5 separate regions of the Mus musculus genome follow, and all the other regions are linked to region 2. The links are chromatin contacts, called in public HiChIP or PLAC-seq and promoter capture Hi-C maps. All regions are on one chromosome and are shown on one strand. Each heading gives the region's core, a stretch centred on a gene start, on an enhancer-like site or on the middle of the called end of the contact. The rest is flanking DNA. Distances are from core to core; before and after follow the strand shown. Region 1 has its middle 74 kb from the start of Gm24254. Region 2 holds the start of Irx3 (Iroquois related homeobox 3). Region 3 has its middle 69 kb from the start of Crnde. Region 4 has its middle 140 kb from the start of Crnde. Region 5 has its middle 110 kb from the start of Crnde.

Evidence for each region. Promoter capture Hi-C pulls out the DNA fragments that hold promoters and counts their contacts. HiChIP or PLAC-seq counts read pairs in DNA pulled down with a chosen protein or histone mark.
Region 1: a promoter capture Hi-C map of second pharyngeal arch cranial neural crest shows a contact between it and region 2, with 7 times the contacts expected there. The contact joins the enhancer-like site here to the promoter of Irx3 in region 2. A contact is called at or near these places in 16 of 39 promoter capture datasets (the 3T3-L1 cell line, 3T3-L1-derived adipocytes, cranial neural crest and 9 more), 23 of 484 Hi-C or Micro-C datasets (the C2C12 cell line, adipose-derived mesenchymal stem cells, cerebellum and 12 more), 17 of 115 datasets of contacts at active chromatin or transcription factors (cardiomyocytes, craniofacial prominence, differentiating embryonic stem cells and 9 more) and 6 of 9 other capture datasets (adipose tissue, embryonic stem cells, embryonic tail and 3 more).
Region 3: an H3K4me3 HiChIP or PLAC-seq map of craniofacial prominence shows a contact between it and region 2, with 6 times the contacts expected there. The contact joins the enhancer-like site here to the promoter of Irx3 in region 2. A contact is called at or near these places in 9 of 39 promoter capture datasets (the 3T3-L1 cell line, cranial neural crest, embryonic stem cells and 4 more), 1 of 484 Hi-C or Micro-C datasets (myocytes), 14 of 115 datasets of contacts at active chromatin or transcription factors (craniofacial prominence, differentiating embryonic stem cells, embryonic basal ganglia and 8 more) and 3 of 9 other capture datasets (adipose tissue, embryonic tail and liver).
Region 4: a contact with region 2 is called in a promoter capture Hi-C map of stem cell-derived epiblast-like cells, with 4 times the contacts expected there. The contact joins the enhancer-like site here to the promoter of Irx3 in region 2. A contact is called at or near these places in 13 of 39 promoter capture datasets (the 3T3-L1 cell line, cranial neural crest, embryonic stem cells and 8 more), 1 of 484 Hi-C or Micro-C datasets (embryonic stem cells), 11 of 115 datasets of contacts at active chromatin or transcription factors (craniofacial prominence, differentiating embryonic stem cells, embryonic forebrain and 5 more) and 5 of 9 other capture datasets (adipose tissue, embryonic stem cells, embryonic tail and 2 more).
Region 5: a contact with region 2 is called in an H3K4me3 HiChIP or PLAC-seq map of craniofacial prominence, with 4 times the contacts expected there. The contact joins the enhancer-like site here to the promoter of Irx3 in region 2. A contact is called at or near these places in 8 of 39 promoter capture datasets (the 3T3-L1 cell line, cranial neural crest, embryonic stem cells and 4 more), 4 of 484 Hi-C or Micro-C datasets (embryonic retina, myocytes, palatal mesenchyme and 1 more), 6 of 115 datasets of contacts at active chromatin or transcription factors (craniofacial prominence, embryonic basal ganglia, embryonic forebrain and 3 more) and 3 of 9 other capture datasets (adipose tissue, embryonic stem cells and embryonic tail).

Annotation. Positions count from the first base shown.
Region 1 is chr8:92,111,336-92,116,661 of GRCm38.p6, reverse strand. No RefSeq gene overlaps it. Among named protein-coding and RNA genes, the nearest start is that of Gm24254, 74 kb to the right of the region's middle. Within about 2 kb of position 1,256, at least 20 of the 459 cell types and tissues checked have an H3K27ac peak or open chromatin away from gene starts, as enhancers often do. A contact at or near this core is called in craniofacial prominence and second pharyngeal arch cranial neural crest, where this site is marked.
Region 2 is chr8:91,799,394-91,804,716 of GRCm38.p6, reverse strand. It overlaps Irx3 (Iroquois related homeobox 3), which reads left to right and starts at 3,063. Exons shown (of 4, transcript NM_008393.3): 1 at 3,063-3,752; 2 at 3,919-5,044; 3 at 5,240-5,306. The coding sequence starts at 3,477. It overlaps Irx3os (a long non-coding RNA gene), which reads right to left and starts at 1,381. Exons shown (of 4, transcript XR_003947581.1): 1 at 997-1,381; 2 at 1-904.
Region 3 is chr8:92,284,856-92,290,070 of GRCm38.p6, reverse strand. No RefSeq gene overlaps it. Among named protein-coding and RNA genes, the nearest start is that of Crnde, 69 kb to the left of the region's middle. Within about 2 kb of position 3,065, at least 7 of the 459 cell types and tissues checked have an H3K27ac peak or open chromatin away from gene starts, as enhancers often do. A contact at or near this core is called in craniofacial prominence, embryonic limb bud and second pharyngeal arch cranial neural crest, where this site is marked.
Region 4 is chr8:92,215,038-92,220,401 of GRCm38.p6, reverse strand. No RefSeq gene overlaps it. Among named protein-coding and RNA genes, the nearest start is that of Crnde, 140 kb to the left of the region's middle. Within about 2 kb of position 4,016, at least 13 of the 459 cell types and tissues checked have an H3K27ac peak or open chromatin away from gene starts, as enhancers often do. A contact at or near this core is called in craniofacial prominence, differentiating embryonic stem cells and stem cell-derived epiblast-like cells, where this site is marked.
Region 5 is chr8:92,239,285-92,244,161 of GRCm38.p6, reverse strand. No RefSeq gene overlaps it. Among named protein-coding and RNA genes, the nearest start is that of Crnde, 110 kb to the left of the region's middle. Within about 2 kb of position 2,786, at least 3 of the 459 cell types and tissues checked have an H3K27ac peak or open chromatin away from gene starts, as enhancers often do. A contact at or near this core is called in craniofacial prominence, where this site is marked.

The DNA.
Region 1 (5,326 bases), core at 7-2,506, 310 kb before region 2:
GGGCCTTGTGAATCTTGTCACTTCCTAAACTTCCTCAGTCATAGTCTATTGATATTTCGGGCCAGACAATGCTTTGTTATAGAGCTGATCCAAACATCTTTGTTTCTGGTTGAATGTGTAGCAGCATCCCAAGAGAGGCCAGTGTCAAACTCTACTCTCTACATCCCTGTCACAACTGTGACAGTAATATATATATATGTGTGTGTGTGTGTGTGTGTGTATCTCCCGACATCACCAAGGGTCCCCCAGCATCAAAATAATAGCAATAATAACAACAACAACAATAATAATTTTAAAAATTGAGAACCATTGAGCAAACAAGCTGAAAGCGAAGCTTTTTTCCCCCATTCCTTATTACCTATTTCAGCTCAGAGATCCGGGAGTTCTTTTGGTTCTCCTAAACAATTATTTGACTCAGCAACAAACTAGTAGAGAAAACACTTGCCATTTTGAGATGCTTTTAGTCTGAAGACAAACTTTCCCAGACAGATATCAATGTTTTTACCTCAGTGGCTAGGATTAAGTTGTTCTCTTTGAGATGTGTAGGCAGCCATTTTCAAAATGGCTTCCCAACTTCCAATGGGACCAGTGCCCTCTGCTGGAGAGCTCGCCTGCATTGCCTCAGAGCAAGTTGGGTGAAATGGCTTGAAAAATATAATGAACCGCAGAAGCTGTTTAGAATAAAGGTCAATGAAACAGTCCAATTAGTAAGAAATCGGCAATGGCTTTCTGTACTCGGGCGCTGTTTCCATAAGCTTCCTGGTTTCTTACAAGAATGCGTTGATGATGAAGTTCCTTGCATATCTTCTTTCTAAAAGTCAGCTTCTTATTTAGATACCTGTAACAACCGCATCAGCAAACCCTTGTGCAGTGCTTTCTCCATGTTACTCATGGAGCAATTACCCCATCATTATCCACGGTGCCTCCTTGCGTTTTGGCAGTAGGTCTCGGACACAGAGCTTCTTATTCCTTACACATGAGGAAACTGATGTATAACTCACAGAGTACCGCTCGAAGAAGCCAACTGACCAAGCAGGGCCAGCCTTCAGCAGGCGAGGAAAGCCTTCCAAACCCTGTGCCCTGTGCTTCTCTGGGCTGCCCTTGGACTTCACTGAGGAAGCTCCCGTTCCTCAGTATGCCTCATAGCGATCTAAGGAGGCAGTATGCAGACATGCAGTGACATTTTGAATTTCCCTTCATTTATTTCAACCCTATTTTTCATCAAAGTATCATTTTTAGCTCCTGAAACTCCAGGAAGATTAAGTTACTTTTCTCCAAATGTGGGCTCTCTCTCTCTCTCTCTCTCTCTCTCTCTCTCTCTCTCTCTCTCTCTCTCTCTCTCTTTCTCTCCAGACTGCGGAATTCTAAACACAGCCTGGATGCCTAAGCCGTCTCTTACCCGTGAACATGAAGCTCTCTAAAAATATTATAACCAAACAACATCCATGTGCATCAGACTCTATCACGATCTACCCGAGACACTGTAATTTATGGCCTTTCTTATTACTTTAAAAGCCTGGGATTCTTGTAGAATATGGTTTAGTGGGTCAAACATTCCCTCTCCTCTCATTTATCAGGCTTTTGATCTTAGTCAGTCCTGATGGTTGGCATGCCTGGCCCACAGCCCTGTGCTGGGAGATCACACACAACAGGCCTCCTTCCGTTTTAAAATCTTGAGGGGACGCTGCAGCTCCAGCCCGGCCTCGGTTAGCAGAGGATGTATTGAGTTCCCGTGGTCCCCGCTGCCCCTTTGTCTATTATTATTTTATAGTTTTGTTCTGCATTCTTTCCACTCAACCTCCAGTCCATAGAAGCCTGTTTCTTTATTGGTTGCATATGTCTGCACCCTTTTACCCCAGCAGGGAAAGACAAAATATTCTGGAGGGCTCGGAGGCCTGGGATGGACAGCTAATCCCCCCCCCAGCTTGAACTAATCGTCGGCCGATGTGCTATTGTAGCGAGCCCTGTTCTGGGCAGCTGAGCGGTGGGGTTTCAATTTGTAGGAGCATAAACAGATACTAAAGTTAGAAGAACGGGCTGGGTCATTTGTTAGCAGAGTTCAGATCAAATTATCACAGCGGTCCCCTGCTGACAGGCTGAACAATTACCTCCTTTTTTCTTGATCTTTAAATGTTTTCTGTTTCACTTAAGCCTCAGTAAATACTTTACTTCTTGTGGGCTTCATTTATTGACACAGAGGGGCCTGATTTATTTAATTTTGTTTCTCTGCCGCCTTCCCAGAAAGAAGTTGTAATGTTTTGTTGAAATCTCTCCCCAATGATAGGTTTATCATGGCAGCCCGAGGAAGCGGGTTAATGACGTGACTATAAATTATCTGGCTTTTTAATGAGAGGTTGAGATGCCCAGATTCTAAAGCCAATTTTGAAAGCTTTAAACCAGAAAGCCAACCCTCTGACACTGGGAAAAGTTGACATTCCCGGTCCGAAACTAGTCTAAAAGAGATGGCTGAGCACTGGGGATCCCGAATCAGTAATTGGATTATTCCCGACCCAAGAATGGGATTCCTCTTTGAAGAGAACATGGAATGTATTGTGGCTGTGATGTTTGTCCCTGCCGCCGCGGATGCAGTGATGCTCTTGAGTTCACCGGAATTAACACCAGCATTTGTTTTCACTCTTGCCCCTCCCCCAGCTGCAACCCTTGACTTTCTCTCTCCCATAGTTACATTTGTCTGCTTCTTACAGTCCTACTGGGACGGATTTATCATCATTTGCTAACATATCTGTCTCAAAATCTCAGCTTTGATCAGCTTGTATTTTATAACTTACATCTGTTCTACATTTAACCTTTTGTAATGCTGTTTTTCAAAAATATTACCTGATCTAACAGAAGAAGTATACTGGAGAAGGAGTTCTGGGGTGTACATTTCCTTTTAAAATCTCACCAAGCATACCTGGCTCCTTGGGCACAGTTTTATTACTCTTCCAGAGTCGTCCTTTCATTAAATGTATAAATCCATCGCTTCCCCCACTTTGTGACGGGGACCTCAGGAGATCCCCAGCTTCACACCCTGTATCTGCTCCTGAGCTGCCATTCTGACCCTCGCTCTGCCTGAAAGGCTCCTGGGTCAGGCTTGGTCACATGGGCCCCTGAGGCCTGTGGCTGGAACCAGAGCTGGCCCTCCTGTCCCTTTGGCCTGTCCCAGAGGGGACCAAAGGTCCTTTCTACAGGTTCCAACTTCCAGCACATTTGGATTCAATTTCATTGCTTATTTTATTTTAATAAAGTTAATTTATTTTAACCAATGAATCATGAATTTTTGAGACACCCAAAAAAGGTATTAAAATTATATAATAAATACTCATTTCATCCGTCACCCAGTTTAAGAAATAAAATATTACAAGCCACAGCAGGAGGCCCCTTTGATAAAGCCCCTTCCCTCCATCACTCAGAAAAGGTCCCCTGAACCCAAGTTCAGTTGCCCAAGTCCAAGTGTTTTTCTATACTCTACTAATGAATGCAGGTTGACCCTTGGAAGCCTCGGTTTTACATCTGCAGACTTAATGAAAAATAGACAAAAAAAAAGTTGTGCCTGTACTAAACGTATACATACAGTCGTTTATTTTCTTTTTTTTCCCATTTTTTATTAGGTATTTAGCTCATTTACATTTCCAATGCTATACCAAAAGTCCCCCATATCCACCCACCCCCACTCCCCTGCCCACCCACTCCCCCTTTTTGGCCCTGGTGTTCCCCTGTACTGGGGCATATAAAGTTTGCAAGTCCAATGGGCCTCTCTTTCCAGTGATGGCCGACTAGGCCATCTTTTGATATATATGCAGCTAGAGTCAAGAGCTCCGGGGTACTGGTTAGTTCATAATGTTGTTCCACCTATAGGGTTGCAGATCCCTTTAGCTCCTTGGCTACTTTCTCTAGCTCCTCCATTGGGAGCCCTATGATCCATCCATTAGCTGACTGTGGGCATCCACTTCTGTGTTTGCTAGGCCCCGGCATAGTCTCACAAGAGACAGCTACATCTGGGTCCTTTCAATAAAATCTTGCTAGTGTGTGCAATGGTGTCAGCGTTTGGATGCTGATTATGGGGTGGATCCCTGGATATGGCAGTCTCTACATGGTCCATCCTTTCCTCTCAACTCCAAACTTTGTCTCTGTAACTCCTTCCATGGGTGTTTTGTTCCCATATCTAAGGAGGGGCATAGTGTCCACACTTCAGTCTTCATTCTTCTTGAGTTTCATGTGTTTAGCAAATTATATCTTATATCTTGGGTATCCTAGGTTTGGGGCTAATATCCACTTATCAGTGAGTACATATTGTGTGAGTTTCTTTGTGAATGTGTTACCTCACTCAGGATGATGCCCTCCAGGTCCATCCATTTGGCTAGGAATTTCATAAATTCATTCTTTTTAATAGCTGAGTAGTACTCCATTGTGTAGATGTACCACATTTTCTGTATCCATTCCTCTGTTGAGGGGCATCTAGGTTCTTTCCAGCTTCTGGCTATTATAAATAAGGCTGCTATGAACATAGTGGAGCATGTGTCCTTCTTACCTGTTGGGGCATCTTCTGGATATATGCCCAGGAGAGGTATTGCTGGATCCTCCGGTAGTACTATGTCCAGTTTTCTGAGGAACCGCCAGACTGATTTCCAGAGTGGTTGTACAAGCCTGCACTCCCACCAACAATGGAGGAGTGTTCCTCTTTCTCCACATCCACGCCAGCATCTGCTGTCACCTGAATTTTTGATCTTAGCCATTCTGACTGGTGTAAGGTGGAATCTCAGGGTTGTTTTGATTTGCATTTCCCTGATGATTAAGGATGTTGAACATTTTTTCAGGTGCTTCTCTGCCATTCGGTATTCCTCAGGTGAGAATTCTTTGTTCAGTTCTGAGCCCCATTTTTTAATGGGGTTATGTGATTTTCTGAAGTCCACCTTCTTGAGTTCTTTATATATGTTGGATATTAGTCCCCTATCTGATTTAGGATAGGTAAAGATCCTTTCCCAATCTGTTGGTGGTCTTTTTGTCTTATTGAAGGTGTCTTTTGCCTTGCAGAAACTTTGGAGTTTCATTAGGTCCCATTTGTCAATTCTCGATCTTACAGCACAAGCCATTGCTGTTCTGTTCAGGAATTTTTCCCCTGTGCCCATATCTTCAAGGCTTTTCCCCACTTTCTCCTCTATAAGTTTCAGTGTCTCTGGTTTTATGTGAAGTTCCTTGATCCACTTAGATTTGACCTTAGTACAAGGAGATAAGTATGGATCGATTCGCATTCTTCTACATGATAACAACCAGTTGTGCCAGCACCAAATGTTGAAAATGCTGTCTTTCTTCCACTGGATGGTTT
Region 2 (5,323 bases), core at 1,814-4,313:
CTGGGAGACACAGCTGCAGAAGCTCCCAACGACGGGGGGCACGGGCACATCGGGGAGCTGGACCAGGGGAGGGAAGAGATGGGGGCTGGTGGTTCGGAGTGTCCGACCCCGAAGCTGGTGGGCCTCTGGCTACACATAGGGCACCCCTTGTAGTTGTCCTCCAGCGCGCACAGCTTCGTGCGCCACGTGTCCTCGGCGTACACCTTTTCTGTATGCTCCTGGCGCCCTGATCCCAGACCACAGAGCGTCCGCGGCGAGCGCTTTGTGCACTGTGCCTGTTGGGAGAAAGAGGGGGTGAGGGAGAAGCTCCTGCTGGTCTCCTGCTGTTGCGCTCAGGTCTTTCCCCAATCAACTCCCGATGCACCTGCTTCTCCTCACTCTCTGTGCGAATCTGTCTGTCTGACCTAATCTCCTGGATTAAAAATCCCATGAAAAGCTTCAGCTCTCCGCGGACTCGCGAGTTTAGTCTAAGAGCTGAGTTCCACTGGCCTGGTCTTGTTGAGGAATCAGAGCCATGCAGTGACTCCAGTCGCTTGGGATACTGGGTCCCGGCGTGGGTTGCTGATTTCAGGGCCAGACCAAAGCTCTTCCCAGTTGGTCACGGGGTAACTGGTAGCTGTTTCTACTCCAGGCCTGGGATGCCTGGAGGAATCTAATTAAGCGAGGTTCTTAGGTTCATGCCTGGGTCTAGAGGTTCACCCTCTGGGCCAGGGGCGGCCCCGTGGCCGGCGTGAGTCCTTCCTGAGAACAGCCTGGCTCTTCCGGTGTTCTTTCTCTCAGCCCATCATCGCAATCGGACACAACCAGGTCGATAGCTGGTTAATGCAGTAAGGAAGGAAGGAGCATCTCAGAGGCTCTTGTGTGGTGTTGTTGTGTGGTGTTGCGTTTTGTTTTTCTTTCCCTTCTGAAAAACAAAACAAAACAAACAAACAAACAAAAAGGAATGAAATACTCGTGGTTTTGCCCAGACATGTACAGCGAAACCCCTTCGCCCACCTTGCAATCTGGCTCTGTCGCCCATTGGTCTGGTCCAGTTCTGTGTAGGTAGGTCGTCCCGGCTGTCTTAAAAGACTCACCATCCTATACACAGGAAAGATCCTGGAAAATAATGTCACCTCTATTCTACAACCCTAAGACCTTTGCTTGAGCAGGTGAGCCCTGGCTTCCTGTGACAGGTTTAACCAGAAACGGAATCAGGCTGCGGGGAAGCCATTCGAAGGCCTGAGCTGATCCTACTATGCCTCCTCTGTCCAGGCTCACCTTAAAGCCAACCTCCAGCACCAGGCAAGGAGACCAGGAGACCACAGAGAAGCTGCACAGATTCAATTTAGGAAGACCCCACATGCTGACATCGAACCCTAGACTTGGTAGCTCCCCAAACTTCTGTTTGTGTTTCTCCCACTAATTTTCTGAGTTAGTACCTCCTGGAGCCTAAGGTCAGTGGAATGCAGCCAGAGGTGGGACATGGGGGTCAAAACTGGAGGCCAGGGCCAGGGAGAAAGAAATCCATTCCCTAACTGTATTCACACTAGAGCCCGGCCAGCCCGGGACCCTTAGATTCCTCCAAGCTGGCGAGTTCCGGTTTGATTCTTAGTTCAGTCGGAGGCCCTTGGGGTGGTTTTTCTGCCTCTAAGCTAGGGCTCTTCACTCTACTGAAGAATCGCAGCCGGGGAGTTGTTCAGTCCGCAGGCCCACAGCAGGCCTGGCCCGCGCGTGGGTCGCCGCTACAGCCTTATCTGGGAGCTCCAGCTATCCCGGGAATTTCAGTATGACTTTCCACTGCACACACTAATCCGTGACGGTGGGCACTTGGACACTCACATTTCAAGTTAGATTTAGGAAATATCCTACCATAAAACCAAAGTCTTGCTCCCCGCCCCCACAATGCACACTCTCTACGGCTCTGGGGGAATTCTCGCCAAAAGAAAAACGCTGGGTCTGGGGACCAGAGAGCGGAAAGGGGAGGGGGATAGTGAAATGAATGGTCGCAATTAAAAAAAAAAAAATCACACCAACATAGAAACTTCTCGGAAGAGCTTTCGGAAAGTTCCCAGAGCCTAGGCTCTAAGTTTCTCTGCTCCTCCCCCACTCCATAGCCAGGAGCTCCACCAACTCCTTGCTTGTTCCACCAGACCACCTAGGCGCCAAACTCACTATTTCTTGTGAGGATTCTCAACAAGGTACCCTGGAGGTGTAAATGTAGCAAACTGCGGGGTTCCCCCGCCCTCCCCCCACCCAGCACAGAATAGGTCTTTTAAAGCTCGGAGAGGCAGCACTCCCAACTCCCAGGCAGCACGTTCACTCTTTTAGCTGCAGGCTTAGGCTTTGGAGAACGACCTAGGGACCAGAGCTGAAAAGTGCAAAGGGAGCCACGGGGGGGGGGGGGGGAGGGCGGGAAGCCCCGGAAGCCTGCCTTGGTCCAGGGTCCTGTCCCAACCCGGAACTACAGCTTCGAAGGGGGCTGAGAATTGAGGAGTTGGAAGACCTGAGGGGCTAGGTGACCCTGTACTAAGCCGCCACTCGTGGTCTCGGCTCTCCCCTCCGAGTGCGGGCAGGAGGGGGCGGGAAGAGACTGAGTCCAGTCCCGCCCCGCCCCGCCCGGCGCTCTGTACTCGCGGGGGAGGGCCGCCTCGCCCAGAAGGCTCCCGGGTGATTGGCGACTCCAGGAGGAGACGCAGGGAAAAGTCGAATAAGAGGGCGCGACGTCAGACTCGAGATTTGGGGAAGGGTGAAGGAGGGGGTGGAAGGGCGGGGACGGACACACAGACACTGACGCGGACACACACCCCCCGCACAGCGTTCTAAGTGTCTTCAACTTTAAGCCGCCTTAGCTCAGGGTGCGGAGACCGGGGAAGAGGGGAAGAGAGAACGAGAGAGTAAAGAGATTTAAAAGAGAGGAGTCAGACTAGGAAAAGTGAAGAGAGCAGAAAGGTGAGCAAAAGCAACCGTGAGAAACAGAAAGAGCAAAAAGAACCGCAGTTTCCCAGCGTCCAGGACTGCGAAGGAGCCTCGGGAGCGGAAGCGGCCAGGGGTGGGGTGAGGGGGGACGCAGCGAGGGGAGGGGAGAGGACAGGACAGGAGGAGAGTGTAAACTAGAGGAGGGCGAAGGAAGCGAGGCGCGACACAGCTCCCGGAGAGGAGGGCAGAACTGAGCGCCTAGCGCAGAGCGGCTCGCCCGGCCTAGAGGAGGGAGTGCTGCGCAGAGAGGAGGGGCTTGAGGCCCCGTAGAAATGTCAATCAGAGCCCGGAGCCCAGGGAATCTCGGCCAATCTGTTCGGACCTGACCTGACTCCTCGCTGCCGCCGCTGCCGCCGCCGCCGCCCGCCGCGGAGCAGATCAATAGGCGAACGCGGAGCGCGACGCAGCGCGGCCCGGGCTCGGCCCAGCCCCCGATGCGCTCCGGAGCCGGGGTCCGGAGCTGAGCACGGCGGCTCGGGGGTCCGGGCCCCCAGTCCGTAGGTGCGCCGCGGGCCACCATGTCCTTCCCCCAGCTCGGATACCAGTACATCCGCCCTCTCTACCCACCCGAACGCCCGGGAGCTGCGGGCGGCGGTGGAGGCGGCAGTAGCGCTGGGGGCCGGAGCGGTCCCGGCGCCGGAGCCTCCGAGTTGGCCGCCTCTGGGTCCCTATCCAATGTGCTTTCATCAGTGTACGGGGCACCCTACGCCGCTGCCGCAGCTGCCGCCGCCGCCGCTCAGGGTTACGGCGCCTTCCTGCCCTACGCCACGGAGCTGCCCATCTTCCCACAGCTGGTAAGAGCCAGAGAAACCCGGGAGAGAGGGGTTGGAGTTGGGGTGTGGGGCAAGGTGAGCGTGCAGAAGAAAGCTGGGGTCCCGGCGGGAGGATAAAGGTGGGGACGGCAGGAGCTCACTCGCGCTCCCTGCGCGCGTGTCCCCTTCCTTTTCCATGTGCGTACAGGGCGCTCAGTATGAGCTGAAGGACAGCCCTGGCGTCCAGCATCCGGCCACGGCCGCCGCGTTCCCGCACCCGCACCCCGCCTTCTACCCCTATGGCCAGTACCAGTTCGGGGACCCGTCCCGTCCCAAGAACGCCACCCGGGAAAGCACGAGCACGCTCAAGGCCTGGCTCAACGAGCACCGCAAGAACCCGTACCCCACCAAGGGCGAGAAGATCATGTTGGCCATCATCACCAAGATGACCCTCACCCAGGTGTCCACCTGGTTCGCCAACGCGCGCCGGCGCCTCAAGAAGGAGAACAAGATGACGTGGGCTCCCCGTAGTCGCACGGACGAGGAGGGCAATGCTTATGGGAGCGAGCGGGAGGAGGAGGACGAAGAGGAAGACGAGGAAGAGAGCAAACGCGAGCTGGAGATGGAGGAGGAGGAGCTCGCAGGAGAGGAGGAGGACACGGGGGGCGAGGGGCTGGCCGACGACGACGAGGATGAGGAGATCGATTTGGAAAACTTAGACAGCGCGGCAGCCGGGTCGGAGCTGACCCTGGCTGGGGCGGCGCACAGGAACGGCGACTTCGGCCTGGGACCCATTTCGGACTGCAAAACTAGCGACTCGGACGACAGCTCCGAAGGCTTGGAGGACCGACCACTGTCGGTCCTGAGCCTGGCCCCACCGCCACCGCCCGTGGCCAGGGCTCCTGCATCTCCACCTTCTCCACCCTCCAGCCTGGATCCCTGCGCTCCGGCCCCGGCGCCCTCCTCCGCCCTCCAGAAGCCCAAGATCTGGTCACTGGCCGAGACGGCCACCAGCCCGGACAACCCACGCCGCTCGCCTCCCGGAGCCGGAGGTTCGCCTCCCGGCGCAGCCGTTGCGCCCCCGACGCTGCAGCTCTCGCCCGCGGCCGCTGCAGCGGCTGCAGCGGCACACAGACTCGTGTCGGCGCCGCTTGGCAAATTCCCCGCTTGGACCAACAGGCCTTTCCCAGGGCCGCCGGCCGGTCCGCGGCCGCACCCGCTGTCCATGCTGGGCTCGGCCCCACAGCACCTGCTGGGACTTCCCGGAGCCGCAGGTCATCCCGCTGCGGCCGCAGCCGCCTATGCTCGGCCTGCCGAGCCGGAGAGTGGAACAGGTGACAAGAAAAATGTAGGGGCACAGTGGGAGGGTGTTGGTGGGGCTCTCGCCTAGACTAAAGGGAAAGAACGGGGCTTTGGGGGTGTGTGGGACGCCGGTGTTTTCCTCTTTGCTCGCAGGCGGGTGCAGCTGCCCTGGAGGCCTGGAGCCTGTGTTTTAAAGGCCTCCTTTTTCTTCCCTCTGTTTCCTACAGATCGCTGTAGTGCCTTGGAAGTGGAGAAAAAGTTACTCAAGACAGCTTTCCAGCCGGTGCCAAGGCGGTAAGAGACTCCGAATT
Region 3 (5,215 bases), core at 1,816-4,315, 490 kb before region 2:
TCCTGAGCCATCTTACCAACCCCTTACAGCTTCCAAAGTTTCTTCCTCTTATACCAATAGTCAGTCTTTCAGTCTGTACCACATACAAATGATTATATTGTGCTAACTTGCCTTCATAAACTAACTTATGCTTATTTTCTTTGATACTTGAATTTCTTTTGGAGGATTATAAAATCCAGAACTATGTTTCCTGTGCAGTGTCCAGAAATCTCTTTTGGCATGATCCCCAAGAACTCACCGTGAATACTTGTCCATTTTCTCCATTGAAAGCAGTGGAGGGGACAGATGAACACAGGGGATTTTGACCATCCTGGGATGGAGAAATGGCACAGACCAAACAATTATATATCCTGCCCATCTCAAGGTTACTTGCAGCCTTGGCACTCTGGGAGATGGAAGTGTTGGTTAATAACATGAGCATCACTGTGGGACAGCTCTGACTTCAATATCTAGCTAGCCACATTGCCACTCTGTGATCTGGGCGAGCAGTCACCTGGTTTGAATCAGTCTTTTATATAAAAAGGGAGAAGCAGATGCATGGGAAGTATCCACTGTGTCCGTCAGCTTTCACTGTGACAAAAATGTCTGACGGAAACAAATGAAGGGGGAAAAATATTATTTTGGCTTATAGAGTTTTGGAGGTTTCAGTCTCTGTTCGGCTGGTTCCCCTGAGGCAAGTAGAGTATCTGGGCAGCGGGAGCAGCCATGTGGAAGAAATGGCAGCTCACACCAGTCAGCTAGAAGAAAAGGAAAAGGAACAGGCCTCCTTGGAAAAAGACACACTTGCCTATAACTCACTCCCAAGGACCTTTTCCATGGAATTCGATACCATCTCCAGTGCTCAGCAATACTTTGCACACAACATGTGCCTCCCCGCAAGAAGGACCATGTATTAAAAGCGCACACACTAAGGTGGAGCTTGTCAGCGTGGGCACCTGAGTGTCCATACTGACCCTTCATGAGACCAAGTCAAGCACCCAAAGTACATGAGTGATGACTTTCAAGGACGGGGACTTTTTGTTTCTGCAGCAAATCTAGACCATCCTGACTAATACAATGCCATGCAAACTAGAAAGGGCTACCTAAAGCCACACCATCTATTTTTTGGTAAACTCATGATTTCACCTCTGTTTCCAGCCATATAGAATTCCACTGTGTGTATACACTGCATCTTCCTTATGCATCCATGTGTCGAGAGGCATCTAGACTGGTTCCATTTTCTAGCTATTGGGAAGAGGATCCACTGGAGGAAGGCAGGGAGCCATCAGAAGTGAGGGAGCCCTGGGCCAAGAAGTAGGGGGATGGAACCAATAAAAGCAAAGTATTCTGAAAATCCCACAAGGAATTCCATTACTTTATATGCTAATTTAAAAAACAATAAAACACTTCCCCCACCCCCTGCCATCGCTCTCCCTTCCTTTCTCTTCCTCTCTTTCTGTCTGTCTCACAGGGTCTCACTATACAGCCTAGGTTGGATTTGAACTTGTGATCCTCTTGCCTCCTGAGAGTTGGTAGAGCAGACATGTGCTTTGGTGCCCAAGTATCTAAAAATAGCATCTGGGCTGGCTAGATGGTCCCCTGGGTAAGGATGCTGGCCAGCACAAGCCTGACAACCTGGTTTTCATCCCAAGAGCCCACATGTTGGACAGAGGGAGCACACATTTCTGCAAGCTGTCCCCTGCACGCCCCAGTAACTAATAGGTTCTTAGGAGCGACTGCTGGGGTGGGTGCCTCCCCAGGTGGACGCTGACCCTGTGAGGAGGCAGATGCTACAGGCTGTTCAAAGGAAGCTTTTGAACTATGCAAAGAGATAAGGAACTCAGCATAATAACGAAGCATTATTATGCTCGTGGGCCATTTAAACGGAATCAACTGCCTTCAGCAGGGCTTTGAAGCCATTTTCTATCACAGCAGTGCACGCCACTAATTTATTACTCTTTTATTACCCTTGAATTTTGCTTATAATTTTATTTTATTACATTTTTTAAACTATGCTCTTTCTTTTAAACACACGTCATCTTCAAAGCATCATCTGAAACACTTTCAATAAGTAGAGGGTCACTTCACCCTCACGGCATGCCTCGGATGCGATCTAGCCCATGTCTGTGGATGGAGCATCCTGGTGGCTAGGGACCTGCAGCTGCCCAAGGTCTTGAGGCTGATATGGCAACACTGGGCTATCTGGATCAGAGAGCACCCTCAACATCCTGCTTCCCCCCTGCCTTAGCAGAAATCATAGCTTGACCTGCAAGAACGGCTAGATTCTATTTCAAGAAAGTCTACTTTAAAAGGCTGGCAAACATGTGGGACATTTTTGGAAATGTTTCTATTAAAAAAAAAAGACTTCTTTTTAACAACTGTTGGTGCCTCTAAGGGAATAAAACTGGGGTTATCAGGGAAAAAAAAGCCACACGTGGGAAGCAGCAGCCAGGGCAGGATAAATGAGCAACCCTGAATTTCAGTGATCTTATAAACGCCGCGGGAGTGATAACCGTAAACCCTCTAAGCTCTTTCACGTAGTACGAGGAGTCTGTTTTCTGCGGCCGTACAGCTTTTTCTTTTAACTGCATTTTTCAAATAGAAAAAAATTTGCTCGCCACTGATGAGCAGCTTCCCCGACTTTACAGCGTGGGAGGAAAGGGTCATGATCGGAGGGAGGGATAGGAGAAGTGGCTGCCAGAGAGGCTTCAGTGCTGTTTCATCTCTGTTCCTTAGATGGGTAGGAGCTGAACTCAGAGCTCTGCAGGATGCAAATGTAGGGGACAGAGGAGGCTGGGATTCTGTGAGGGTCTCTCACCGGGAAACCCTGGGCACTTAAGCATCTCTTATGCTAGAGCATTTTTCTCCTCTGGCTGCCAGAACACCATCTTTGCGGCTCTGGAAACCTACGCGCCCCCCATGGACCGGATCTAAGGCCCTGAGATGGGCTGGATGGCTTATCCACCTTCAAGGCAGCTTCCTTCGGCTTCGATGTGCCAGGCTGGGTGACCTCGAGTGCTTCGTATCTCTCAGGCCACTTCTGACGACTCCTAATGTGATCCACATTCGGCACTCTAGTCGCAGGATTTATGAGGTCTAACAAGGGGAGAGAAGTGAGGCTGGGATCTAATTGTGACTGATGTGAAACAGACATGTAGAATGAATGGCTTTACAACATTTTCTTTGAAGTTTGTTAAAAGCAGTAAAGTGATATTCGCCATAAGTAAAACCTGCTGTTAGAGAAGTCACTGCACTGGGAACCTTGGCGTTTGCTTTATTTCTTGAATTTTAATTTGCCACTAGGAGGTTTTGAAATTTTCTATTTGGACACGGGATAGAAGTGAAGGGGGGGGGGAGACAGAGACAGAGACAGAGAGACAGAGAGAGAGACAGAGACAGAGAGAGAGCGCTATGAGGTACCTTCCTTGTGACGTCTCCTGGCCAGGTATTACAACGACAAGAATTATAAAATATAGTATGTTGTCATAATATAATAAAATGAAAATCAGTATGACATATGATGATGAATATAAGTGTAATGATGAATCACATCTAAATTATAGTTTTCTGTTTATCTTTTCTGTTGTTGGCTTATTTTTAAGATGGCATCTTACTATGTATCCCAGGCTGACTTTAAACTTGTGATCATTGCCACTATACCAATAATTAAAAGAAATGGTTTATTTATCTCAGGGAAAGGATGCTTTGGTTTATAATAGGCCACATGGCAGAGGTTCTCAACCCGTGGGTCGCGACCCCTTTGCTGTTTGAATGACCCTTTTACAGGGGTCACATATCAGATATCCTGTACGTCAGATAGTTACATTATGATTCATAACAGTATCAAAATTACAGTTATGATGTAGCAATGAAAATAATTTTATGGTTGGGGGTGGTGTGTGCAGTCTGAGAAACTGTATTAAAGGGACAGAGCATTAAGAAGGTCGAGAACCACAGCTGTAGAATATGCTTCAAGAATCATCTCTCTGTCTCTCTCTACCATGTAGACTCCCAGCACTGAACTCAGGACAGCAGTCTTGGTGGTAGGTGCCTTTACCCACTGGGAAGACTGTGTCTGCCACACCTAGATTTGTTATTCTTTTTTTTTAAAATGGGGGCTGGTGCAAGGGAGTACAGATGTCATATGCTTGCCATCAATCTCATCCCTATGTCATGTAATTCTCCAGTGTGACTCTAAACGACGGCAAAGTCTCAGGGAGTGGAGTAACCTTTCCCAGGGTCCTGGACCTAGTGGGAGATCTAGGTCCCCAAACTGTTGTCTGACTCCATCCTTCCATTGAGGGATGCAGGCAACCTTGCCTCAGAGCACACTGGGTAGGAGGACCACAAAACAAAGAATGACAAATAAGGAATGTGCTCAGACATTCTTTATCAAAGAAATAAAAGGGGGAAAAATCGACTCTTGGGTTGGCATGTGTTTTTCCATATAACATGGGACGCTATCTGGACTTGTATGTAACCCAGATGTCCCCAGCGTACCAGCTTCAGGGGCAGGATTTCCTTTTAATCCTCAAATAATGCTGTAAGCCCTGAGCCGACTGCAACACAGGAAGTCCCAGCTTTATTCGGTTTCTATGGCCCTTTCTATCTCCTTCTCCAGAAGCCTTGGAAGACCATTTAGATCCTCTAGCTAGTCCTGGTTGGTATTAAGAGTGTAAGCTGGCAGCTTGGCACCAGACACTCAATATCCCTTGATGGCTTCTCCTCAGTTAGCCATATCCTCCCTCACGACAACCGCTGCTTCCTCACCACTTTAGGATGGCCAGCCCCTGGCTAACCTGGTCACAGCTAAGACAGCCCTGAGATCTCCACCCGGGTTTTACTGGAGTCTTTGTGGGTATCAGTTGTGTAACAAAGAGGGTAGCGTGTGACTATTTCCTAGACTGGCATGCAACCTCAGTTTCCAGGGCTGAGGTCCTTTGTAGGAACTGTAAGTTCTAAATCCAGGACCATCACACACTAAGTCCACTCCTTTTGTTGCCCTTCAGCTCATCGCCCTGACCTGACCTTACTTTGGTTTCAGTCTTGCACTAAAGCTTTGCTAAATCCACCAGCTCTCAGACTCTAGAGCGAGCTTGACCTGAGAGAGTAATAACGGACAAAACTTCCCCCTCTGGAAGGTTATCAGAGGCTAACCTCTGCTCCCGGCTCAATATAATCAACAACATGAACAGTCCTTACCTTGCTGGGAAAGGCCCAGGCTAATGATCAACAA
Region 4 (5,364 bases), core at 2,767-5,266, 410 kb before region 2:
GGGTGTGTGCATTTGATTATTTTGGATAGTTAGTAAAAATGTTGTGACAATATGCCATCCCACCAATATATATGAGAGAGTTTATATTTATTACTATATTAGTTTTACAATTTTTCAAATGTGAAAATGGCTTGATGAAGATACAGAAATATATTTATCAATAAATAGGACACTGGTTATTTTGTGTATGTAATTTTGACTTTGAATCCTTTATAACAATTCTCATTTGACTCAAAGCAATGCTTTATCATATACATTCTACATGGGTTGAAGCAGTATTGAATGGCTCATATAAAATCCCATTGATGGATTGTCTTGCATTGCATTTCAACGTGACACACACAGGTCTATTAAATATATATAATATGATAAATGAAATGTTTTCTATTTAAAACACTTCCCACACTTCTCCCGGGTCTTGTTACAATGTGATTTTTATACCATGGCTCTTAGAACTTTTTTTCTTGCAGCTAGATCTTTATTAAAAAAAGCTGTGCTGTTCATGTTATGAATAGGCGTCATAATTATCTAACACAACCACTCCAAAAAAATCAGATTCATAATTAGCTGGGCCAGCTGATTGGTAAGGCTTCCTGGATGCTGCTCTTTAATGTTGGACATTTTCTTTGTGCTTGAAGGATTTGTTTGTGTGTTTCCTATGTGTGATGAGAGCTTTTCCATAATTGGCTCCTGAGGGACGTCGGATTCCAATAGTTAAAGAATAATTACTGCCTATGAAAAGCAGAATGGCCTCGGCTTCCTTTTGTTGTGGTTTAATTGTATGCAACAGGTCCAGGAGGTGTCTCGTCTTGAATTGTGATAGTGAAGATGTAGCTTGCATTAAAAAAAAAAATGTGAATTTGGCAAAATGGCAAATTGGCATAATTTTTATAGCAAGCAAGCAAATCATCCCATTAGAACAGTCTGTGTGTTGTTTCATTAGTTTGTAATTTTGATTACAAATTAAACTGCGCCAGAGTGAGAGGTCTCAAGGTTAGAGAGGCAGGAAGATGGCATGGGATGAAAAAGTTTCACCCGTCAGTAGTGGAATGCGACTGTAACAGACTGCTAATTAGTGCCAACCACAAGAGAAGAGGGGAGTGATGGGCCAGCTCTGGAACGTGGTACAGACTGAGGCAGAACTAAGAATAAAACACAACAGAAAGAATGGACTTCTTAGCTTTAAAAACTTAGGTCTTGTTGGGGTAAAGTTTTAAAGGTTATTTACTTATTTTATGCATATGTGCTCTATCCGCATGCACACCTGCCAAAGAGGACATCGGAGCCCATTATAGGTGCCTGTGAGCTGCCATGTGGTTGCTAGGAATTGAACTCGGGACCTCTGGAAAAGCAGTCTCTGATCCATCTCTCCAGCCCTGGGGTTAACGTTTTAAATCAAACTCCAAGGATTTCATTTTCTTCAAGAAAATGTGAATGATAAAAGATATCACTTCTCGGAATAAGGTCAGATTGTAACCCTGCGAGGTGGCGAGAGTGACGTGGCCAGCTAGCCCTTCCCAACTCAAGTTCTGATCTGTCACGCACAGCCTTACCTGATTTGGCTGCAACTTGCCTCTTGGGATCACGTCCTCCCGTGTGCTCTCTGGGTGATGAGTGAAGAAGCCAAGGCCAGGCTGAACCATGGGAAGAAGCAGGTTTCTGCAAGTCTCAAGTCCACCAAATTTTCCCACATCATAAAGGTTACATGGCCTGACCTCACCTTGATGAGGTAGGAGCAGGCTGTGCATCAGGTGGATGCTATCTGGATCCAAGAAGGGATGAAACTACACCTCACCGCATCACTCGGTCACCCCCCAGAACATGTATTGATCCGTACTTGAGGTTATTTATCCACCAATAGGAATTAAGGGGAACAACTGTATGAGATTTTACTCTATGGCTTTGACTGCATTAGGCTACACTTAACCTGGAAAGTGTTGAAGGAAAGAGTTTAAGATTACGTGGCATGCAGCACCAAGGGGCTTAGTCAGAAATGGAAGCATACTGAAGAAGGTTTCCTGAGCGTTCTGGAGTTTTCTAGTTCTATGGATAAGGTCTTAATTTTCTTAACTGAACTTGGAGCAGAAAATAGGAGCAGATTCTCAAAATGTTAAAAAGAATAACTGTCTGAAAAACAAAAACAAACAAACAAAAACAAAAGAAAACAAAAGCACAAGGTAAATGTCTTAGTTTAAGATCTTCCTATCCTTGTTGTGAAAGCTGCCTCAAAAGTTGCCTTGAGCCCCTGGAATATTCCAAATGAGAAGACTAGGGGGAGATGAGTCACCCATTTTTTTATTTAAATATACAATCTGCTGTAATAGTCGCCCCGTTTTAAATGATAACTCAGGAAGATGAAGGACACTGGACCCAACAACGACCACCTTCACCTGCAGGAACTTCTGCCCATGGATGTAGAGTAGAAGAGTCACCCACTCATCATTGATGAGGGCCTCAAGGTACAGATGCATGTCTATTTGAGATGGGTAAACAGCTGGGCAGGAGAAAGGAGCTATCTTCCTCTGTGCAGAGAGTCTCTAAGGTGACATGAGTGTCCTGTGCCACAGAGCCAACAAGGCCAAACCATCTACAAAGCCTCAGCTGGACCCAATCAAAGCATCACTGAATGTCTTGGTGAATCCAGGGGCTTCTCTGCCATGCCTTATTGTTCTTAGAACAAAGGAAGAATGAGGCGGATGGCTACCAGTGCCAGAGCTGCTTGCCACATGGAAGGCAGTTGGCAGCCAAGCCAAACCAACGACTCTTTCCTTAGGCAGAATTAGCATTGGCTTGTTTGTTGCTATTGAGATGGGGTCTTACATAGACCAGGCTGGGAGGACAGGAACATATCACCACACTAGCTTAAGGTTTTTGTTTTTTAATATAATTTGATAAATCTGTATCTAGTTTCTCTTGTAGGAGAAAAAGGCAGTGTTCCAAAAACAAACAAACAAACAAACAAACAAACCCAATCCTACATTTATTTATTACGAGTGTATGAGTGTGTGTGTGTGTGTGTGTGTGTGTGTGTGTGTGTGTGTGTGTGTGTGTGTGTATACTCCCTTCAACACTTGGGTCCAGGAAATTGAACTCAGGGCATCATGGTTGGTGGCAAGTGCCTAACCAATTGAGTCATCTCTCAGGCCAATATTTAATTTGAGGTCAGGGGACAGGCAGAGGCAGGAGGATGTCAAGCTTGGGACTAGTTTGGGCTATATAGTGAGTTTCAGGTCCACCGAGGCTTCATGGAGAGACTCTGGGTTTCAAAAAACAAAATAAAATGTCAAAGATAAAATTGCTGAAGAGATCAATCTGAAGTCCAGGCTGCACAAGGAGGATATCTGTTCCATGTAATGAGTGAGATGAAGGTACAGTACCACAAGTATGTACAGTTTTCACAAATCGATAAGCTCCTTTAGAATTTCAAATGTAGTCACAGCCTCGAGTTTATTTCTGTGCACATTTCATCATTGCTTTAACCAAGCTTCTATGGAGACAGATTTAGTGAGAGGGCAGTCAGTCTGAAGCCATTTTGGAAGTTGGTTTGTATGAAAGATGGGGTTCCCTATCTGTATCGACTTGACTGATAAACACCATAATGCGCCCCACTGTCCCTCTTTTTTAATGGGAGGGGTCCCACTCTTTGTCCAATCACAAGTACACATGGTAAACTCGGTTTAATGAGGTTCCACCTCCTGTGCCTCTTGCTGTTCCTTCTGGGTTAACCTCAATTATAGCCTGGGTCTTTGGAAACAGTGGGTAATCTTGCAGGAATGCGTTGTCCCCCTTCACCACCACCTCGGGGAAGATTTGCCTTTTTGGTGCTCAAAGCTGTTCTTCACCCACAGCAGCCTTAAAGTCTTCACATATTTTGCCTCCTGCAGAACCTATATAAATGTGCCCTCCTTTGTAATGCTAAAATACAAGCTTTGTTTTTTCAGGCGCTTAGGAGGGACACTTACCTTAATCCTCTTAGTCTGTGTGCCTTGAAGTGATAGCGCTCGGGCAGTTTCAAGTTTCAAGGAACCAGCTCTCCCTCCGAGGGGCTTTGAATGACCTCTTCTGGGATTCCTACCCTATGGCCCTTGTGGGAGGCACTTAAAAAGATTTTTAGCTGCCATTATTGCTCTGGGCTTGGAGGTCTAGCAAAGCTACTTTCCGAAAAATGAGAAAGAGGGGAGGGGAGGGGAGGGGAGGGGAGGGGAGGGGAGGGGAGGGGAGGGGAGGGGAGGGGAGGGGAGGGGAGGGGAGGGGAGGGGTGGGGAGGGGAGGGGAGGGGAGGGGAGGGGAGGGAGAGGAGAGGAGAGGAGAGGAGAGGAGAGGAGAGGAGAGTCTATGAGGGGAGAGGAGAGGAGAGGAGAGGAGAGGAGAGGAGAGGGAGGAGAGGAGAGGGAGAGGAGAGGAGAGGGAGAGGAGAGGAGAGGAGAGGAGAGGAGAGGAGAGGAGAGGAGAGGAGAGGAGAGGAGAGGAGAGGAGAGGAGAGGAGAGGAGAGGAGAGGAGAGGAGAGGAGAGGAGAGGAGAAAGGATGAAGGAGGAGAGAAGGGATTCACATGAAAATACTTTGTTTCTACTCTTCTCCCCCACCCACCCTCACCCCCTGCCCCCAAGCACTCGTGCCTTTTAAACACAAGTATCTTTGCAGCTTTGTGGGGTGGGGTGGGGGTGTTCTGTCTTTTGCAGTTCTGTGCTCCTGCTTATTTTGGTAAAATATCCTGTGATGGAATGTGTTCATTTCCTAACTACGGGGTGTGTTGGATCTTTCAAAGCAGTTTGCAAGACTCATACAACTTGATACTGGTCCACAACAAGGCAACCCTTTGCAAGCTCCCTTACTGAAGATTCTCTCCTCCCAGAAGCATCTATTAAGCATCAGGTACCGTCCAGGAGGCAGTGAAAGGTACAGAGATGTGGAGAGGAACTCAGAGAGCAATGTCAGCATGCCTGTGTTTGATTTAAAGACCCCCCTGGCTATAATTTGAAATTTAATGAAACTCATTTAGTAATCATTGAAGTAACATCCTGCTGTCTATGTGACTTCTGAAACCCTCAGCATAGGCTTACACCTGTACCATCATCTCTCAGGTCAGTTTGTGGAAAGGTGAAAAATAGGTCTCTCTTTTTATTTTTATTAGTTTACCATTGCTCTCTTCAGACAGACCAGAGGACCCCATTGCAGATGGTTGTGAGCCACCATGTGGTTGCTGGGAATTGAACTCAGGACCTCTGGAAGGGCAATCAGTGCTCTTAACCACTGAGCCATCTCTCCAGCCTCAGGTCTCTCTTTTTAAAATGATCCCCAGATTACTACAGCCACAGGACTAAAATACTGGCTTCCCCTCTTTGTGCTCTTTCTCAGTAGAGTC
Region 5 (4,877 bases), core at 1,537-4,036, 440 kb before region 2:
TCCTATAGGAATGAGCCTGGGATGCAGGGGTGAGAGTGTGGGGAAACCCTGCTAATTAAGGTCACAGTCTACCGTGTCCAGATAGCATCTCTGAGCTCAGTGGGAAATGGAAAACTCTTTACCAGCAGGTTTTCCCCATCTCTGGCCTTGTCTGGGGAGCCTGACCCCTGAAAACCTCTACCTGGAGAAGGCTGAGTAGTCCTTGGCAAACCTACAAGTTCAACTTCCTCTTTCCCCGTGAGAACGTGCCCAGCGAGTACCTGCGATTTCTGGAATTCCTCCCTGTACAGATGAGGCGTTCACAGACTTTCAACTCCAGCCAAAGATTTCATTCACCCTGAAAACTCCTTCCCATCCTCCCAGGTTCCTATCTAGCCCTGGTTCATCCCCCAAAAAAGTGCATGCTTTCAAGCTCACCCTGAGTAAATCGCATGTGCACAAGGTAAGACTGTCTGAGAGAGCTGTTTCACTGAAGACTCCATCTTACCTGTCCAGTGTGCAGCAGCATCAGGATACCCTGAGAGGGAGGAAGTGGACGACTCAGAACAACAGCTGAAGGTGTGGCCCCAACACATGAGGGGGCTGCCAAGGAGGCAACTCGGGGATCAGTGATTCAATGCATTATGGAGGTGACTGTTCAGGCTCTCGGCTGTACTGGATGCTTCTAGAAAGGTCTGGAGTGCCTCTCTCTGGCATGCTCAGCTGGGACAGTCCTTGGCTGGCTGAGTATTGTCCTTGCAGTGAGTTTCCCTGCACTTAAAAAAATACATTTTATTTACTTGTTTTGGGTATGTACAGACTCATGTGCCATTGTGTCAGATAGCAGAAGAACTTTCAGGAATTGGGTCTCTTCTTCTATCATGTGGATCCCAGGCACAGAAAGCAGGCGGGCAGCCTTTACCAGCTGAGCCATCTACTGGACCTTCCTTCAGTGTCTAGTTCTGCAACTCCATGGACTCAGCAAGCTCTCTAGGTGTTTGCAGTGATGGACTAGAAGTGGGCCAGTGTGACACTGGGACTGAGTGAATTGACACCACCTGGCCTGCCCTTGCCAAGGTCAATGGTCAGGCTGAGCCAATTCAAAGTGGTTTTCAGACATTCTAGCCCTGTAAACACTAAGCTGTACTGTTTCCCCTCTGTCTTCAAGAGTACACACTACTTCAGGACAGGGCCTGGGGGACCACGGTGTCTGCAGAAAGTCAGCATCCCACAGTTCTGAGATGATGCATTGGGCATCAAGTCTAGCTTGTGCTCTGCTCCAGGCAAGTTGGATGCTCAGAGCTCAGGGAGATGCTGAGGACTCGGTTCTCTGATTTAGCCCTCTTTCTCCTTGGTTCTATGCAGTTAAAAAACAAAAACAAAAACAACAAAAAAATACAACTGTATAGAGAAGAAAAGAGATGACTCCAAGTCAAAGCTCACATTGACATCCATTGTAAAGCTGCCAAAGGCTAACAGAAAACCAGCTTACTGGAGACCCCTCCTTTGAGACAAAGTCTAGGACAAAATCCCAGCTGTGAATGGACTTCCTATGGTGGAAGAGCCTCCACTAGGCCAGCTCAGCATGGAACACCATGGAGACACCACCACATGTCTTGTGTGGGAATTGAGCTCTCTTACATTTCCAGGTTCTATTTGACTCTCTTTACATCCTTCGCTTTCCTCTGCTTCTCGCTTCTGTCACTCACTGGTTTGCCCACACTTGTATTTGCCATGTAGGTCTGTAGCATACTTCCTAAGTCCTGGGCCCCATCCAGACACTGCCCTCCATACATCCCTGACAGCAGAGACAGGAGCTGTGTCCACTCCGACTCACAGTGAAGGACAGGTGGCAACTGTCTACTGCTCATTCCTCAAGCAACCCAAAGGCCTAACAGCCATGGGCTGAGAGGAGGTCCTGCAAGGGGAACGGCTATGAATGCAGTCAATGGGTCTGCAGAAGAGGGTGGCAACCCCCTGCTATCCCTGTTCTTCGGTCTCTCTGTGGCCCCGATGTTGAAGTTGGCTGCTGAGATCTGACAGTAGAGTTCCCTCAGAGCTGCTCATGCACCAAGGGGCAGGAACTGCTGAGGTAGGGACAGGGAGAGGTGAATGGGCCAGAGGAACAGCTGGTATCAGGCAGGTTTGTATCAGCCGCTCCTTTTTCCTCTTCGTATAACTGTCAGATGCTCAAAGGGAATCCCTGTTGGCACACAGAGGTCTGCCTGGTACATCTGCTTTTAGACAGGCCTGTGCCAGGCCTTCCAGAGATTGCCCCTGAGTCCTTCGGTGTGAGCTAGCACTTTCTCCCTCCATCTTCTCCTCTCTCTCCCTGTGAGTGCACGCGCACACACACACACACACACACTGAGAGAGAGAGAGACAGACAGACAGAGACAGAGAGAGAGAGACAGACAGACAGAGACAGAGAGAGAGTTGCCAGTAACCGAGTGCTGTTCAGTAACATATTTACTGATAGGAAAGTAACGGGAGAAGACATTCTGACACAGCGCTAGAACCTCACTCCTTGGTTTGGTCCAACTCTACGTGGAAGTAGGTGTGGTGGTTATTTCTATGTGGTAGATGAAGGCTGGCCTCTTAGTGACATCAAATATTCCTCTCACTGACAGATCTGTAGTTGAGGGTCAAGCCGAGGAGCTCACACTTTGGGAGACCTGGGTTTCTTGTTCATTCAGCACTAGGCACAATGCTTTCCACGGGGACTTCAAATTTTGCTTTTTCCGAATTGGAGACTGTGTCCTCGTGCCTGCCTGAGACAAGTTTGCCACCAAGCTGCTTTTCAACGGGACCCCTTGTGGCTTTGTAATTGCCGCTATCTCTTTGAACATTTGGAATTTGTAATGAAGTCACTTTCCAGCCCTGATTCATCCCAAATTCAATATTCTGTTTCCTTTCGGTTTTTTCCCCCCAGCAATGAAAAGATCGGTAACTTTATAAAACATCTGAAAGCGTGGTGGAAGTTTCCTGGGGCTTGAAGTGTTGTGTTATGTTATCTTTGGAATAACTTTGAAGTCCCACCGGTGTAATGGAAGCTGTTATTATGTCATGAAGCTGATTAGCGTGCCTGTGGGAAACATTAATTGATGCTGACATCATAGCTGGCTTTGCAATCAGTCAGTTTGTTTTTGCTTCTTTCTGTCTCACTCCATGCCCCCACCCCCACCCCAATGCTCTTCATGTAAAGGTGGTGGACCACTTTCCGAGGAGGGTAATGGAACATGTATGGACGAGGCCAGATTCAACCGGCAGCCGCGGCCTCCAGACAGCACTGAGAGCAAATGGTGAAGCAAAGCCTTTGGCAGAAGCTTGGGGGGGGGGGGATGGCCCTTTGATTTGCCTGGAAAGGTTTTGATTTAGCTGGCATTCAGACTCTTGATATATAAAACTTTTAAACTCAGTAGTCAGCATGGCTGCCTGAATCCATTTGGTTCCAGTCGCTTATGATTAGGTTGATTGCTGGAGGCTCGGGGACCGTGGGGAGCCTCTCTGGCCTTTATTGAGAAAGACGATCACATTCCAGACTATCTTTTCCTTCTGTACAGAAGTACATTCCATTGACAAAGAAAGCTTCAGAGAGGAGACACAGTGGACTCCTCTTGTCTCAAGTTGTTAATATTTAACACACACAAAGCGATATCTTTCTGTTTGCCATGAACAATTAATTGATCCACCAATGCACTATGTGAATTTTTTTCATGATGTATTAATCTGGTCATGTCTTTCCCTTTACCTTTAGACTTAGGGGTAATATTTTCTGTGACACAGAAGTTCTTTTGGAAGGAAGGGGAAATCACAGGAAGTGTATAGAGCCCGTTTGATGGGAAGTGGGGAAATTCTAGATGGTTCTAGATTCGGGACGGCTTGGTCTTCTTGCTCCCTTCAGGGCACAAGTGTGGCCTGCTCTCCTCCCTCACTATTCCCATCACATTTCCATGCCACCTGCCTGGGAAGATGTCCATGATCGTGCCCCTGGTTGGCTGGGAAGATGGAGACTTGGTGTCTGTGGTGAACCAAGGCAGGGAAGACCTCGAAGGGAAACATCACTATTGTTGCACTTTATACATTTTTATCAAAATATATTAATTTCAGGAATGATGGTTTCATCTTGACATTCTCATACACGTGAGTACATTGTGTGCTCTCCTCGTGTTTCTCCTGCCTGTGCTCAATTCTCTCACTGCTCCCTTGTCCTTCCCAAATGGTCCCCTTTATTTTCATATCTGTACTTTACATCTAGATTCTGCCTATGAGAGCAAACACTCATGAGTTAGAGATTTCTTTTAGCTACATACATAGATGGCTGTTGTTTTTCACCTGGAAGCCACCTGCCCAGATTCACAGCCCTCCCCCCAAAGCATCCTTTTGAAGATGCCCATCACACAAGCGCCCACTGCTCATCGTCTTGTACCCACTGGGTGTGGGCTACATGAAAACAAGAGCCTTATCTGCCTTGCTCACTCCTTTCCTGATGGCATCGGTCACACAGTAGGTACTCAATAAATATCTCTTGATTGAGTGAGGGATTCGGCCAGAATCAGGCTGAAAACAGATTTCAGTTCAAGACTATAATAGAGAGACGTGGGCAGAGTTAAAGGAATGAAGAGAGGGGGAGCATTTAGATCCTGGCAAGAGCAAGAGGCTGTCACGACTCCAGAATGGGAAGGGACAAAGGAAGAGCAGGCATGGGACCGTGACTATGATTTCAGTACTTGAGAGGTCAAGGTAGGTCAGCTAGAAGTTCATGGGCACCCTCGGCTGACAAGTTTAAAGATCTGCCTGGCTATGTGAAATTCAGTTTCAAAAGGGATGAGAGGGAGGGGAGGGAGAGGAAGAGGGAGGGAAGAAAAAAAAGAAATTGAGACAACCCAAAGGAAGAA